Regions from separate parts of the Mus musculus genome. Here regions 2, 3 and 4 are each linked to region 1. The links are chromatin contacts, called in public HiChIP or PLAC-seq and promoter capture Hi-C maps. All regions are on one chromosome and are shown on one strand. Each heading gives the region's core, a stretch centred on a gene start, on an enhancer-like site or on the middle of the called end of the contact. The rest is flanking DNA. Distances are from core to core; before and after follow the strand shown. Region 1 holds the start of Rbpjl (recombination signal binding protein for immunoglobulin kappa J region-like). Region 2 overlaps Stk4 (serine/threonine kinase 4). Region 3 holds the start of Wfdc9 (WAP four-disulfide core domain 9). Region 4 holds the start of Wfdc6b (WAP four-disulfide core domain 6B).

What was found. Promoter capture Hi-C pulls out the DNA fragments that hold promoters and counts their contacts. HiChIP or PLAC-seq counts read pairs in DNA pulled down with a chosen protein or histone mark.
Region 2: an H3K4me3 HiChIP or PLAC-seq map of stem cell-derived neural progenitor cells shows a contact between it and region 1, with 20 read pairs. The contact joins the enhancer-like site here to the promoter of Rbpjl in region 1. A contact is called at or near these places in 19 of 39 promoter capture datasets (the C10 cell line, the HPC-7 cell line, HPC-7-derived erythroid cells and 10 more), 4 of 484 Hi-C or Micro-C datasets (the AML12 cell line, embryonic stem cells, forebrain and 1 more), 17 of 115 datasets of contacts at active chromatin or transcription factors (bone marrow-derived macrophages, cardiomyocytes, craniofacial prominence and 11 more) and 3 of 9 other capture datasets (embryonic stem cells, liver and pancreatic islet).
Region 3: an H3K4me3 HiChIP or PLAC-seq map of embryonic stem cells shows a contact between it and region 1, with 2.2 times the contacts expected there. The contact joins the promoter of Wfdc9 here to the promoter of Rbpjl in region 1. A contact is called at or near these places in 6 of 39 promoter capture datasets (the 3T3-L1 cell line, frontonasal cranial neural crest, hippocampal neurons and 3 more), 1 of 15 datasets of contacts at CTCF or cohesin (large pre-B cells), 2 of 484 Hi-C or Micro-C datasets (the HL-1 cell line and embryonic stem cells), 4 of 115 datasets of contacts at active chromatin or transcription factors (embryonic stem cells and large pre-B cells) and 2 of 9 other capture datasets (embryonic stem cells and liver).
Region 4: a contact with region 1 is called in a promoter capture Hi-C map of stem cell-derived epiblast-like cells, with 3 times the contacts expected there. The contact joins the promoter of Wfdc6b here to the promoter of Rbpjl in region 1. A contact is called at or near these places in 14 of 39 promoter capture datasets (the HPC-7 cell line, HPC-7-derived erythroid cells, cranial neural crest and 9 more), 2 of 15 datasets of contacts at CTCF or cohesin (embryonic stem cells and large pre-B cells), 1 of 484 Hi-C or Micro-C datasets (B cells), 2 of 115 datasets of contacts at active chromatin or transcription factors (embryonic stem cells and stem cell-derived neural progenitor cells) and 4 of 9 other capture datasets (adipose tissue, embryonic stem cells, liver and 1 more).

The regions. Positions count from the first base shown.
Region 1 is chr2:164,401,428-164,405,084 of GRCm38.p6, reverse strand. Rbpjl (recombination signal binding protein for immunoglobulin kappa J region-like) reads right to left here and starts at 1,891. Exons shown (of 12, transcript NM_009036.1): 1 at 1,767-1,891; 2 at 524-626. The coding sequence starts at 1,788. It overlaps Matn4 (matrilin 4), which reads left to right and starts at 267. Exons shown (of 11, transcript NM_013592.4): 1 at 267-594; 2 at 3,123-3,243. The coding sequence starts at 3,165.
Region 2 is chr2:164,148,619-164,152,275 of GRCm38.p6, reverse strand. Stk4 (serine/threonine kinase 4) reads right to left here. Exons shown (of 11, transcript NM_021420.4): 11 at 1-603. The coding sequence ends at 445. Among named protein-coding and RNA genes, the nearest start is that of Kcns1, 21 kb to the left of the region's middle. Within about 2 kb of position 1,790, at least 66 of the 459 cell types and tissues checked have an H3K27ac peak or open chromatin away from gene starts, as enhancers often do. A contact at or near this core is called in embryonic limb bud, oligodendrocyte precursor cells and stem cell-derived neural progenitor cells, where this site is marked.
Region 3 is chr2:164,653,007-164,656,663 of GRCm38.p6, reverse strand. It overlaps Wfdc9 (WAP four-disulfide core domain 9), which reads left to right and starts at 1,698. Exons shown (of 4, transcript NM_001160414.1): 1 at 1,698-1,781. It overlaps Wfdc10 (WAP four-disulfide core domain 10), which reads right to left and starts at 618. Exons shown (of 2, transcript NM_001039501.2): 1 at 466-618. The coding sequence starts at 556.
Region 4 is chr2:164,611,692-164,615,348 of GRCm38.p6, reverse strand. It overlaps Wfdc6b (WAP four-disulfide core domain 6B), which reads right to left and starts at 1,649. Exons shown (of 4, transcript NM_001012725.2): 1 at 1,476-1,649; 2 at 324-458. The coding sequence starts at 1,596. It overlaps Wfdc8 (WAP four-disulfide core domain 8), which reads left to right and starts at 1,723. Exons shown (of 8, transcript NM_001080550.2): 1 at 1,723-1,924.

The DNA of each region.
Region 1 (3,657 bases), core at 642-3,141:
TGGGAAATGAGCAAGTTGGGCCCTGAAGAGAGCTGGGAACTCCAAGGCTGTCCTTTTGAGTCCTTTTACCTTTACGGCAGGACCAAGTCTCGGCCTTTCATCACTCCAGGAAGGGACAGAGGAGGGCAAGAGTCGGGCGCGTCCTTGGAAGCCCAGGCAGGCCAGGCAGGCGGCGGTCAGGACCGCTCCGCCTCTTGGGGCTCTCCTCTGGGAAGTGTCTCGTGTAGGATTCCAGAGCATTCCGGCTGCCCGGAGTGTCGCCGCCCGACTCCAGCTGTAGCCCAATTCCGGCCCGCAGCTCGCGCCTGCAGCTCCCAGAGCAGCAGGAAAAAGGGGCGCCGTGCTTGCTGGGGCCCGAGTGTTGAGAGGAAGGGGGAGAACGCTCCTGCCAGTGGGAGGGGTCGCAGCCCGCGCTCCCCCTCCCCACCCTCCCGCTCCAGGTTAAATGCAGCTGCCGCTTGGGCTCGCCCTGGCTGTCTGGCATTCCCCACTTAGGGCAACCTGCCCACGCCGCCGCCGTTACCTGGTCCAACTCCCCAGGAGGCTGGGCCCGTCGCTCTGTAGCCGCACCTCTGAGCTGTCCGGCAGGCTCAGGTGAGTCAAAGGGCCCGGGGGCAACGAGGGGTCTGCAGGGAAGCCAGCGTAAAACCCGTAGGGGGACAAGTCTTAACAGCCTACGTGTCCACGTCTAACCTGCAGTACCTTTTCCGATCCCCCTCTGGCAAGGCCAACAAAATGCAGGTCCTCCTTCCCTAATCTCCCTCCACGCCTGGCACCTTCCCAAAGTGTCCTTTCCGGATTAGCTCTTGAACTCAGACCTCTTTGGAGCGCACTTTCCTTGGGAATGCACTTTCCCTATCCTAAGGGCGTCCGAGAAATTTCCTCTTCAATGCAAGGATCCTTATCAGGAGACCTGGGCTCACTCTAATGGGCCACTACTTCAAAGCAAGCCTTTGAACGATGATGACTCTCTTTGCCCTCCCTAGACCGCCCCCCCCCCCCCCGTGGAACAGCGGATTTGGAAAGCTGAAATTGAGAGGGCAGCTGTTTTGACTTTCTAAGAGTCCTGAGGTGCAAGCGACATCAAGTGCGTGTTGACTTAAGCCAAGAGGAGCTTAAGGGAGCCCTTAGTCAAGAGCCAACCCTGAGTTTCAAAGGCCCGGTGGAGCTATACTCAGATGTTTGCCCTGGGGTGCTGGCTCCGCTCTGGCCCACTCTAGAAAAGGCTTGCCTTTCCTCCTACCTCCACCATCAAGCCACTGGCACATCTAGCTAGCTTGTCACCTTACCACCACAGACCCTGCCAGAAGGATTTTTGTTCTTCTACCCTCGCTGGAAAGCCAGAAGGGAGAAGAATCTCGGATAGGAAGCTGGTCTGGAGTCAGAGCCACGCACCGGCCTTGCTCAGAATGGGCTCATTCAAGGAACTGGGGGGTTGAGGGAGGGGCAGCCGTGGGTTAAGGGGCGATGGCCTGCTCTGCCAAGAAACCACAGAAAAATGGATAGAGCAGGCTCAGTGTGCCGTGTGGGGGTGGGGTGGGGAACGGAAGAAAGGCTTAGTGATTCTTAGGTGCAAGGGAACCAGGCTTCTCTGGAGGAAGAGACAGGGGTGGGGTGTAGGGGGGTGAGAGCTAGGTTTAGTTCTGTGCCTGGAGCCCAGCTGGGTAGTCTTATTGGGCAGCACATTTTCCATCCGTACAGTGTGTGTGTTCCCTTAGTGGTTCTCAAGGGACCTAGTTAGGCTACACAGGAAGGAGAGGGCTCACCTGTTGTCTCCCTGGGGTCCATGGCTGCTCATCGAGGCCCAGGCCGCTCTCTTGCTGCCCTCTGGGCACATCTACCGCCACTGACTTCGATACCGTTCACACATCTAAGCCCCGATCCGATCCTCACACTGGATTTATCCTGTCCAAGCCTTATCTTCAAGGTCCCGGGACTCCCAGCGGCCTGTTTGCTCTGGGCAGGGACACCTGCTGGGCAGATGTAGGCTTCCCACGGCAGTAGAAGCCAGACCCAGCAGGCGCCCCCTGGCGGCCTCTCCTAAGAGCAGGCGAGAAACAGACACCGAGGCGTGTCTTGTGCAGGACTCCACTCTCTGGCCTACCACTAAGAACCCAGACCCCAAGAGCTGCTCTTTGGCGTGTGGCACGGGTTTGGGGGAATATGGGGAATGATTTCTGTCCGCAGAAGAAGAGAGTGTGGAGCACCTTAGCTGACTCACACACCAGATAGACAGGACTCTATCTCGGCCGCAGCCACTTTCCTGCTATAAGGCGTTGGGTAGCAGCATTTAATTTCTTAAAGCCTATTTCTGAATAGGGAGAACCGAACCAAAACAGCCTTAAATGTCGGAACTACAAAGAGGGTCAATGCCACAACGGAAAAGCACATTTAGCACTATATCTGGTATTTAGGAAGGGGTTCTTTCGGGGACTGGCAAGATGGCTCAGTGGGTAAAGGTGCTTGCTGTCGGGACTGACCACCGGAGTTCAGTCCTGTTTAATTCTGGGACACACACAGAGGAAGGAGAAAACGGACTTCAGCGAATTGCCCCCTGACCTCCACACGTGTGTGCCATAGTGTGTGAGCACACACCATATACATGTATATATATGTAACACACACACACATATATGGTGTGTATGCTATATAATATATATGATGTGTATGATCTGTAATATATATCATATATATGGTGTGTGTGTATATATATATATACACACATATGTATATAATTTTTTAATACAAGCGTTTATCTCCTTTTGAGTTTTATGTATTTTTATCTACTTCTTATTAACTTAGTGCCCTGTAGTTCTGTAAAATGCCATTTTTTACAAAGGCTCCTCTGTGAGTTTCAGCAATCCCAGTGTGGTGACATCAAAAAATTATCATGAGCCTTTTTGTTTTGTTTTGAGAAAGAATCTCACTATGTAGCCCTGGGTGGCCTGGAACTCACTATGAAGAACAGACTGGTCCTCAAACTCCCAGAGATCTGCCTGCCTTTGCCTCCCGAGTGTGCAGCTATGCCTGGCAAAACATTTTGAACATACGCAAAGCCAGAGTGTTCATCCCCTGCAATAAAAGCACCGTCAAAACTGTTGCTTTGCGACCTTCTTTTCTAGCTGCAGGCTGTGACACTGTGGTTCGTCATCCTTCCAAGCACCATGAGAGGCCCCTGCTGCTGGCCACTCTCTCTGTTGCTGCTCTTCCTGCAGTCCTGGGAAACTCAGCTCCAGTCTGCAGGTGAGTTGGATCCCAGCCCTCACCATGGGAGGAAGGGAGCAGCAACGTTCTCTATCCACAGTGAGCCAGGGTTGCCAGGAGGGGTTGGCACACTGGTGGAAGGATGGGTGTGTGTATGGGGGGGGCGGGCTTTAGAACACAGGCTGGATTCGGGCTTCATCCCTCCCACTTCATCCCTCGGGCGGGCGCTGTTTCCTCAATTGTAGTATGTGGCATAGTTTTGGGTTCATTCGGTGTCGACTTTTATTGAAGCTTATTGAAACCATGGAAAAATCAGGAGACTCCACATTAAAAAACAACCCTATTTGAGAATTTTCTTGAACAAAACCAACCAACCAAACAAACAGACCAGGGACCTGCTTGCTGGGACAATCCAAGTTATCAGAGATACAGGAGATGAGATGTTCTAGATAT
Region 2 (3,657 bases), core at 541-3,040, 250 kb after region 1:
CAGGAAAGAGGCAAAGTGTTTGAAACTGTACCTGTACAGAGACACCACCACAGAGTGGGGAATCTATTTATAATTTATATATATATATAATATATGCATATTTATAGATTTTTAAAAAGTCTTCCAGGGCGAGCAACCAAAAGCTATTACTAGAAGGAAAACAAAAAGAAACAATGTAAAAAATTTCCCAGCTATCACTGAACTAGGAGTCTCTGCTCCTGGGGTCTAGAATTCTGAGTTAAAAGCACCAATACAAACCCTTCAAGATACACCTTGCCAGTGTAAATGCACACACCAAATGGCACTGTGACTGCCAAGCAGCCCTTCCCACTGGCGCACATTCCTGAGTTCACAAAGGTGCTGTGGAGAGATGACAGAGCAGAAGTGCTGGCTAACAGACATGAGTCTAGCAACCCAGAAGCCACCAAGGCTGGGCTGGTGTTGTCAGAAGTTCTGTTGCCTCCTCTTCTTGGCTTCAATGGCATCCAGGATTGGCTGCCGCTTGGACCGGTACTTCTGCCGGATCTCTTCCATTTCCTGTTCCATCATGGGGTCGAGGGCCAAGAGCCTCTTCTGAAGGTCCTCCACAGTCCAGCTCTTGAGCTAGAAGAGAAGTGAGAAAAGTCACCACAATGTCTGAGCTGAGAATCCCAGTCTCCTCCAGCATCCAGAGGGAAAGTGGGCAGGAGGATAGTGTGATCAGTCAGAATCAAGGAGCAGCGGCTGCTAGCAAGAGCTAATTCCAATGACCACAACCACAGAGCTGTTGAGACCAGGCATCCCTGAAAAACTCTGAAGTACATATTCATCATATACAGTAACTCGCTGACTCCTACTTCTTACCTAGTCCATACAAGTTCAGAGACAGTGCTCATGCCTGTGTCTGGAACTTACCTTCAGTGCAGATGAGCCTCCCCCCCATACCCCAGAGTCCCACACAGCCATACTAACCCCCACTAACATTCACTAGGTTGAAACCAAGCATCTGTGTGGGTCATCTGCATGTGGCTCCTGACCATGCGGGTACAACCTTTGGCTGGCAAATCCTTGAAATTTCAACTAATCTTATACACAGAGAGAAAGGGACAACATATACATTAAAAATATGGCTAGTGCTGACACGCTGAGCTCTGGGAGCCAGACAGATTGACTCCATTAATATTCTTGAGAAAGGACAGGAGTGTTCCAGTGTCCCTATGCTACAGGGCACACAAGCCAGGGGAGAGTGACTAGATAACCTGCCTGGCATCTCCCAGGGAGCATGCGGCAGCATCAGAGGGTAACCAGCAGGATGGCTCCACAGCCCATGTGAGCCAGCTCTGCAGAAAGGCAGGCCAGCACAGCCCAGCCCTATGCAATAACTCAAGTTCCAAACAGGACTTTTGAAATGCCAGCAGATTGGCAAATTGTGGTCCCAGGCTGGAGTGGTAGCACACAGCTGCAACCCCAGCACTTTCCCCATAAGCTGTTTGTGTCTACGGAGGGAGCAGTGAAGGTTCACAGGAGTTCCGTTAAGAATGAAATGGAATCTGCGCCCCATGTGTGGTGTTGCTGACTTTACGAGGGCAGCCTGACTTGCAGAGCTGTGAGTGAATGCTAGCCTTGTGCACACTGGGTGGCGAGCGTCCCTGTTGCTCCTAGGAAGTCCAGTGTTCCTAGAACTCACAGGCTCGCCGGAGTCTCACAAGGGACCTGTTGTGCTCACATTTATAAACTACCACAGCCCTCAGTCAGCCCCTTCCTGAGGCCTCCACAGGGCCGCGTTAGAGACGCTGGGAGAAGGAGTTTCTTCCCACCCACCTTCCTCAGGGGGCAGGGTGTGAATGACTGCTACAGTGGCCTCCCTAGAAACGGTTTAGTGTGACCTGTCACCACAGGAATTTTCTTTGGCTGGTTTCAGGGAAGTTTTCCGAGAAGCAGAAAAAGCCTACCAGTTGAAGATGAAGGGTTCTTTGTAATGGAGAATGGGAAGACCTGAGGGTGTGGGGATGCTGGAAGGCTGAGCTGAATAAACTGTCTTTTTTCCAGGCTGTGGTTTATACCACCTTGGAGGTTGATGTTTTTGGCCCAGGGACACCCTGAAGACTGTCGCTTGCCTAGTCTTCCGTGTTTTCAATTCCTCTTCCAAGAGAAAACACCCTAAACCCAATACTGAATGTTACAGGTCGCTAAGAACTTAATCCTCAGATCACTGCCTGTACTGGCTGTGACACCCTGAAGAAGCAACTTCCCTCTCGAGCCTTAGTCTCCCTGAACACACAGACGGTCTAGTTCTTCCTCCCAGACTGGACTGTGAGAAGATTCAGAGGAGGACATGAGTGCCACGAAACACTGTTAGCTCAGGACTTCCTACAGTGCATGTCGGACAGGTAGTGAGCTCTGATTCAAGAAATGCTAGTGATCACTGCCATTGTTACTGATAATCTCCCATAACCAAGCTGTTCGTGAGTCTGCTGCTTTAAGTAGGATCCCACAAGTGAAAAACAACACAGCACCTATTTCACCTCTCTGTGCTAATAATACCTAAAACCTGAGAGTTCCCACAAGGTTCAACAACTTGGGGTTGTTTGACAAAAATGTTTCATCCACACATTATGGAATATTCACTGAACTCCGACTACAGGTCAATCACTACTGATAATTCACAAGACAATTAAGTGAACAAAACAACAGAAGTCATGGCCCCGGTGAGGCAACACAGGTAGTGACAAGCACAATAAGTCAGTAATAACCCTGTAAAGAGGATGTATGCTTTGAGAAAAGACAGAGGAGAGGGAGGGAGGGAGGACAGAAGGAAGGAAGGGAGGGAGGAACAAAAGAAGAAAGGCAGGCAGGCAGGGAGGCAGGGACCTGGAAAGCAGACTTCCTTGCATGAGGACAGAGGGTAATGTAAGCTGAGGAAAATGCACTACCTTCTCAGACTCTGCGGGAAGTGCGGCATCTTAGAGATGGGCCTCAAGCATGACTCCTCACCTGCCTTTCCAGCTGTTAACAAAATTCGCACCAAACAGCTGCCTAGTCTAAAGCTTCTTATGGGTTCCTAGTTTCTAAGCAGCTCTGTTATCCTTGATTCTAACCTGGGGTGACAGACATTCTCGTTCTAACTCTGCCACCTTAAATCTAAACAATGACTGCTCTTAGTCCTCTGGGGGTTTTTATGCCTTCCCCATTAGGACACAGCCAGTAGGGCAGGGCTGAGGATTTGATCACACCATGCAGATATAGATTTTTCTGACAAACAAGCTCAGACAATAGTTTTATGGCGCCAGATATAGCATTTCACCTTCCTGGTCCTTGGTGACATAAATAAATTTCAAATGGTTCAGTAAAATGTCTGTACAGTTTTGCTAAATAAAACCAGCATCCAAAGGATCAGATTCTCATATGAGCAATCCAGGAAGTCTGAATGGTTTTCAGCAGACAGGAGGAACTCAACGTGAGTATCCTTCTAGGTTTACATATGTTCTCTATGCTGTGACTGCCACTCATACCTAGAGCCCAGAATCTACTCCAGGAGAATCATCTAGCTCCAGTTGTACTGGCTATAGGACTCCCTGGTATGCTACAGGAGCTTGCAGCTTGCACTAAAGAGAGCTCTAGCTATCTACCTGCTTTCCTCCCCACCCCAGGAATGGACCGCCCCTCTCCTGGGAGCTC
Region 3 (3,657 bases), core at 449-2,948, 250 kb before region 1:
AGCCTCTCTGTTTCCTCTGCTGTCTTGCTGTCTAGTGAAGTGTTCTGTCCTCTTCATCATTTACTTTTTACCCACCCCCACCCCCCACCCCAGGTGGCAACTCCATCCCTACCTCTTTCATGATCAATGTTTTGGTTTCTGCACCTATGCCCATTTCTACACCCCTCTTCCCCACTGAACACCTCTGAGAGTTTAAGCCCTCCCAAGTACGAAAGTTTGCCCCCTGGATTTTCAACCATGGGGCCCCTTCCATCACCGTTTGTTTCTGAATCTTTGGAACAAAGGGTGAGAATCGCACGTTCACTGTGCACCTTATCACTGTGTCCGGAACCATAGCTGAGGGGCCGTGGTCACCCAGAGTCAGGACAGTACTGCGGAGCAGAGTATGCAGTCGTATCCCTTCTGGGTCTGTTCTCAGTTGCTCCTTGCCAGCTACCCACAAACCCTACTCATCCAACCACCTACCTTCATATCTCTGCCTTCGCTGGACCCCTCCGTCGGCTAGGGAAAGCAGCAACAGCACACCAAGGAAGAGCAGCAGATTCCTGGACAGCATAACTGCGACCCAGGCGGTGAGCTCAGATCTAGTCTGGATGGCAGACTTTCCCACAGCAGGACGGGGCCTCTCTACTGCCTCTGCTGGCCAAATCAGGGCAGAGCAGTAGCCGTCCTGTTTCTTCCCCTTTTCTTGCCCCTTGCCCTTTTTCTCTGTGGCTTTTCTCATAAACGAGATCTCTTTCAGCCCCCTCTTCGCGCTAACATAATTTCCTCACGATATATATAGTTTAGGGCTCAGGAGATTGAGTAAAGTGTTTGCAGATAAAGCTGACCTGGAGGCAAATGTCTGTGAGCCAGAGCCGGGATTGTTGGTAGAAACAGAAGGCTCTCAGGGTCCTGCCGGGCTGTCTGGAGCTGAAGCTGTGAGTCTTAGGGTTGGTGAGGAATTCTGATGTTTACCTCTAGTGTCCATAAAATAGACTCATTTTTAAAAAGATTTACTCTGTGTGTGTCTGTGTGTGTGTGTGTGTGCGCGCGCGCGCGTGCTCGCCACACGTGACACCAGGACATCAGATCCCCTGGAACTAGCATTATCCACAGTTGGGAACTGAACCCCCGTCCTCTGCGAGAATAGCAGGTGCTCATTACCACCGAGCCGCCTTTCCAGCCTCGATCCTGGTTCGCTATTATCTCAGTTTCCCCGGGCACGCCACACAGAGTCTCGTTTTGGCTCAGACCCATCTTCTGCCCTTTTTATTTAATCCTGTAACCGTCTCCCAAGATGCCTTTCCGTCAGTGATTTCACTTATGTCACACACACACCATCATGTATGTCCTAATTCACGATGTTCTGCAAGATGCTCAAGGCTGAGCAAGGTGGGGCTGTGGGCAGCAGGCAAGGAAGGGATGAGCAGGGATTGAGGAGTGCCCAGGAGATGGTTACAGTCTGCACATCCAGATCCATCCGCAGCACCGTAAAGACTCTGAAATTTTGTTCCTGGCTTTTTAAAATATCTTTTCTTTATCCTCTGACAACCTCATACCTGTGTATAATGTGTATTGATCCTATCCGTTCTCAACCTTCTCCACCCACTGCCTCTGAATTCTCAGTCCCCAATATGCCCACCTTCATGCCCCACACCCCCATCTCTGCATACCAGAGGACCTACATATCTCCGGCTTGGCCCCACCTCTTAAAGGTTATATCCCTCTTACTATTGTTACTCTGGGGACCACGGCTCCAGCACAGGAACCTTTGGGGAACAGACTACAAACCACAGCAGGTACCATTTTCCTCCTCATCAGTTTCCCCTCAGTGTGTTCCCACACTGTCACACTGGGGCTTCCAAACCCCGAGCTCTGTCTTTGTACGGTTCGTCCTCCTTGGCCAAGTGTGTGCAGTCTTAGCATATACTGTGCAGAGCACCAGTGTACACACACACACACACACACACACACACACACACACACACCTGTAATCCTGTAGGCCAAGTTGAGAGGAGTCTGCTCTTTGAGAGTGCTAGACCTCTTTGTGTGTGTGTGTGTGTGTGTGTGTATCTGTGTGTGTGTGTGTATCTGTATGTGTGTGTATCTGTGTGTGTGTATCTGTGTGTGTGTGTGTGTGTGTGTGTGTGTAACAGAAGAGGACATTGGGTACCCTTCTCTGTCACTCCCTACCTCATCCCCTTGAGATAGAGTCTTTCACTGAACTTGGAGATTGCCATTTTTCATCCTGCCTATGTGGCTAATGCTCCCTTTTCCCATCTGCCTTTAACACTGGGGCTACAGGTCTATGTGGCACTGCTAGGGTTTTTTTTAAATGTGAGTGCTGGAATCTGAACTCAGGTCCCACGTTTGCCCAGCAGTCTCTCTTACCCCTGTGTCACCTCTCCAGCTCCTACTGTCCTTCTCTCAGGCATTTGGTGAACACATTTCTCCATCCACCAAGCAACGATTCTGTGGCAAGATCCCGACTGTAGGGTTGATCCCTCTGTTTCCTTCCTTGTTTGCTAGAGGGCCATTTAGCTTTTATAAACACCTTCCCTATCCAGTTTCTTTACCTCTGTGAAACCTGGAGAGCGTTTGTGTTAGCTTGTACTTGGCCCATCAAAGGAGAACCAACACTGAGCAGGATGCGAAGTAAAAGAGGATGCATGACCCAAAGCCGAAGACGATCCTGCAGTTCTAACGTGCAGGAGGCTGAGGCAAGAGGGCTGTCAAACCTGGGCTACATGGTGAGACCATTTCTCAAAAAACATCACTACCAACAGAGGCAGGTGCCTTTGACTCCCTTCCTGTAGGTGAGCTTGGATGATTCAGAAAGACTCTGTACCCAGTGGCCGAGGAGTTCTGGATCAGAGATAAAGCTGTGGAAGACACACAGTGTCCCCAGCCCACACAGAGGTGCCGGCTACATCAACACAGCCCAGTGCTTTCACTTGAGAGAGTGCCAAAGAAATAGTCTGTGAGCTGACACGTAGCTCCTGAACTGAGCCCAAAACTCTGCTACCACAAAAGTCAACCCTAACTCTGTTTTTTTTTTTTGTTTTGTTTTTTGTTTTGTTCTTTTGTGCTCCGTTCCAAATTTGGACAAAAGAGCTGTCAGTCTGCTGTCACCTGTAGACAAGGGAGTGTAAAGCATGAGTTTTACGGCTGGCTTAGGTAATTTGTGCCTGGAGTTGTGTCAGCATCATCCTTGTGATATGGGTTGGGGGTGTCCTTGCTCCCCTTCTCTGGGATGGTTAAGAATACCAGCAGTGTGCAACGGAAGGGCATTGGGCATCACCAGGATCCAGAGAACCTTTCAGGGGGCTGGCTAAGGTGTTAAAGTAAGATCACTGTCTTTCGGCTTCTGCAAGTATCAGACATATAGGCAGGTAAAACGCCCACACATAAGCTGGCAAAGAGTAGAAGCTGACAAACATGATTGTTTATAACTTCTGTGTATGTGTGTGCATGAGTGTGTACATGAGTGTGTATATGTGTGTGCATGAGTGTGTATATGTGTGTGTACATGAGTGTGTGCATGAGTGTGTACATGAGTGTGTATATGTGTGTGTACATGAGTGTGTGTATACAGGTCTGGGATAATTTTACTTTTATTCCTCAAAAGATTTTTGTTTTATTTCCTGATTAAGTGTATATGAGTGTAGGGCTGAG
Region 4 (3,657 bases), core at 400-2,899, 210 kb before region 1:
CCCATTTGGCAGCTCACAACCATTTGTATTACCAATTTCAGAGGATCTGCTGCCCTCTTCTCTCCTCCATGGGAACTGTATGGATGGGGTACCTGCTGTATTCACTCAGGCAAAACATATTTACACAGAAAATAATCATTTTTAAAAGAAAAGTCGATATTGTTTGATTCAAATACTTGAAGAAAAATGAAAAAGGACACTCTCCTGCCCAGCAGTGACATCACTCAACACCATGAGAATCTGGGTCACACACAAAACCCTAGTGACCCAGAAGACCCGGCAGTGCCAGATCAGAAGGGCGGGAACAGGGATGAGACAGGTACCTTCGCTGAGGTCCAGGCATTTCCTCCCACAGGCGAACAGGCAGCACCTTTCCTCCCCTGGACACTCTCTGTGTCGTAAACACTGGTTTCTTTCTTCAAAGTCACACTTTATTTTATTATACTTTGGACATGTTCCTATGGGAGGAGAAGACGTGGTCCTGTGAGGGGTTGAAGGAAACACTGTTCTCCCTTCCCAGTCCCAGGGCACGCCTGCAGAGTTCAGGAAGCTTGTTTGTCCCTCACCTGTCACTAGGAGGAGGCAACCCTCAGCAGCTCAGGGTTTTCACAACACTGGCCACATCTTCATCTGTAATAACTCAGCATCCAATCTCAGGACCTTCTCTATATAAGATTTTCCAGAGAGAGACCCAGCCCTTTAGAACTATCCTGAGCTTTGTCCTTGGTTGGCCCCTGTTGCTCTCACTGTTTGCCCAGATTGTTGTTTTGAAGGTTACTGTGACAGAGTTTGGAAAGCCTTGGTCAAGCAAGGTCCCGGGGTTAAATGAACAGTGGGTCATACTGATGAAGTACTTCCGGGGCACTTGGCCGTTCTCCTCACTCCTCACTCCTCACTACACAATTATGAGTGGGCCTGGACAGTGTTGCACACACAGAGCACGGGGAGGCTCCATGCAGAGCCACACAGCTCCCGAGGAGTGGTCTCAGAATTCACACCTGTCATGTGACCTCCTAAGCATCCACTTTCCACCACTGCCTTCAGTGCTCAGAATCTCCGTGCATCATCACGCTAAGGGACTCCTGGGGGCTGCACTTTAGCACCCAGGGAAGGTCCTCTGTGACACAGGAAAGCTTTGGGGAGCTGCAGTGGGCAGGTTTGGGAGCTGATGGGGGTGGTGCTAGGAAGAGGCTGGGCCTTCAGTGGAAATCCCTTTGGCTAGTTAATCCCCAGGTCCATTTAATGCACACTAGCCCCAGCACTTCCAGGAAGCATTCTTTATAATGGTGGGGAGTTAACCACCACAGACCAAAGAGCTGTGTCCAGCCAGGCCATCTTCCCAGGATATGGGGAAACACTGACTCCAAACATCACCCACCAGGGCCAGGGGCTGAGGTGAGGGAGACACTGTCACCTGCAGTGTGTTTTGTTCTCTAACCCCATCAAGTTTCTTAAGAACTGGACCCAGTACTTACTTATAAAGACCCCCTCTGCCAGCGCAGGTTCCTGGATGCTCCACAGGAGGATGAAGGGGACCAGGAATGGCAGAAGTCCCCAGAGTCTCATTTTAGGAAGCAGTAGCCTGTTTGGAGGCATTAAACCAGGAGGAGTTTGTCAGTGGCTCCGGCCTCTGCTGCCCCAACAGCCCAGGAAGCATCTCTGGACAGGAGCCAGCACGTTCCCTCCCCAGAGGCCGTCAGTGGACTCGCTGTACCCGCAGTGCAGACTGTGGGGAAAGGGATCTGGCATGCTGGTCAGGGCCTCTGCTGGCGGTTCCCTTCCCTCTCTCCATCCTTCTCTTTTCCTTGAGACAGGATTTGACCTCTCCCAGGCTGGCCTCAAACTTGCTATGTAGTAGAAGTTACTGATCCGTCTGCATCCACCTCCGCAGGACTGGGATCGCAGGTCTGCATCACCTCACCCAGTGAGTGTGGGGCTGGGGGTGGAATCAGCTCTTCACGCATGCTGGGCAAGCAACGATCAGTTGAGCTGCATACTGTCCTGGCCGCTGATTCTCCTCATCTCTGGGCTAATTATCTGTGGCTTTGACCCTGTGTCTCCTTTGTCTCCTTACAATGTCTCTCTGCCTAGGTCTCTTCCTCCTTCCCCTCAGCCCCCTGTGGATGTTCCCTCTCTTGTCTTTGGCTCAGACATCATCTTTAGTCACCACCCAAGAGTAAATTCTGTCAGGTGGACAGGAAGCCACCATTCCTGGTGAGCATCAGGCCAGGAGATGGCACCTCTAAGGCAGGAGAACAAGGGAAGCTGAGAGCCTCTGTCCCAAGTGCAGGTTAGCGGGGACCACAAGAAACAATGACTCAGTCAGCTGCAGGAGGGACTAAAAGTAGTTCTCTGATTGCTCTGGAATATTCCCTCAACTTAAATACTGAAGCTTTAGTGAAGGAGCGAATGCAGTGTGGGCACAATGTGAGCCATGCAGGGGTAAACTGAGGCAGGGACCGCTGGCAGCAGCCACATGCACTTGATGCACCCATCTACAACTGCAAGAGACAGTCCCACAGCGTCTGCTTTGACAAACCGTGCTAAACGTCCATCAGATAAAACCGACCATTTTCAGGTCAACAATTTCAAGCCCTTGTGATACTCATGAGATTGTGTGTCCTATCTGCTGGTTCTGAAATGTTTTTAATCTCTCCAGCTGTAAACCCTGTCTCATGAGCAATCACTCGCTAGCCGGCTGCAACCCACTCCAGCCCCTGAGACTGCTTCCCATCTTGTAGGGCTTCCTGCGGTTCCTGTCTTTGCCTGTGGTGAGTCTTCAGTCCGGCGCCTCACACACACGCTCCACCTCTGAGTTACATCCCTAGCCCTCTCTTTCCTTTCTTAAACTTTTAAGAGAGACCATTACTACCGTGCCCCAACTGGCCTTGGATATGTAATCCTCCTGCCTCCTGAGGATGTGATCACAGGCCTGAGCTACCATGCCTGACTTCTGCCCTGGACATTTCTTCTGTATGGAGTCATACAGTAAAGTATGTGTGTGGAGAGGGCTGGGGGTGGGGGGACCAGAAGGTAATTTCCGAGGTTGTTTGTTTTTTCCTCTTCTTTTCCTTGCTTGAGGCGGTCTCCTTGTACTTTGCTTCTGTAGCGTGTATTCCAGGGTAGCTCGCCCATCAGCTTCCAGGAAATTTGTCTCTGTCTCCTATCTCACTGTAGGAACACTGGCCTTATAGATGCATGCATTACTTTGTCCAGCATTCTATGGGTTCTGAAGATCTGGACTTAGCTCTCCTCTCTTCCAACTCCACTCCTCCACGTCTGCTCCCCACGGACGCATGGTTATATCTTTGTGTATCATGAGGAGCCCAGTTAATAACATGTGCTGCAGATTTCAGAGTTGCTAAGAGACTAACAATGATATCTTAGCTACCTCAAATTGGCCCGCAATGTACCCATCTCATATTTCATTCTACCCCATAAAAATGTACAACTATCATTTGCCCAGTAAAAGTTAAAATGAAAAGGGCAATGTGTACGATGTTCCAAAGGGGAGAGCTAGGTTGCGTTAAAAAAAAAAAAATGAAAGCAGATGTTAAGAGCTAAGAAAAAAAAAAAAACAAGCGAACTAAATCTAATTGAAGCCACGAAGAGCAACATCATTCCAAGCACTGAAAACCAAATGACAATGTATCACTG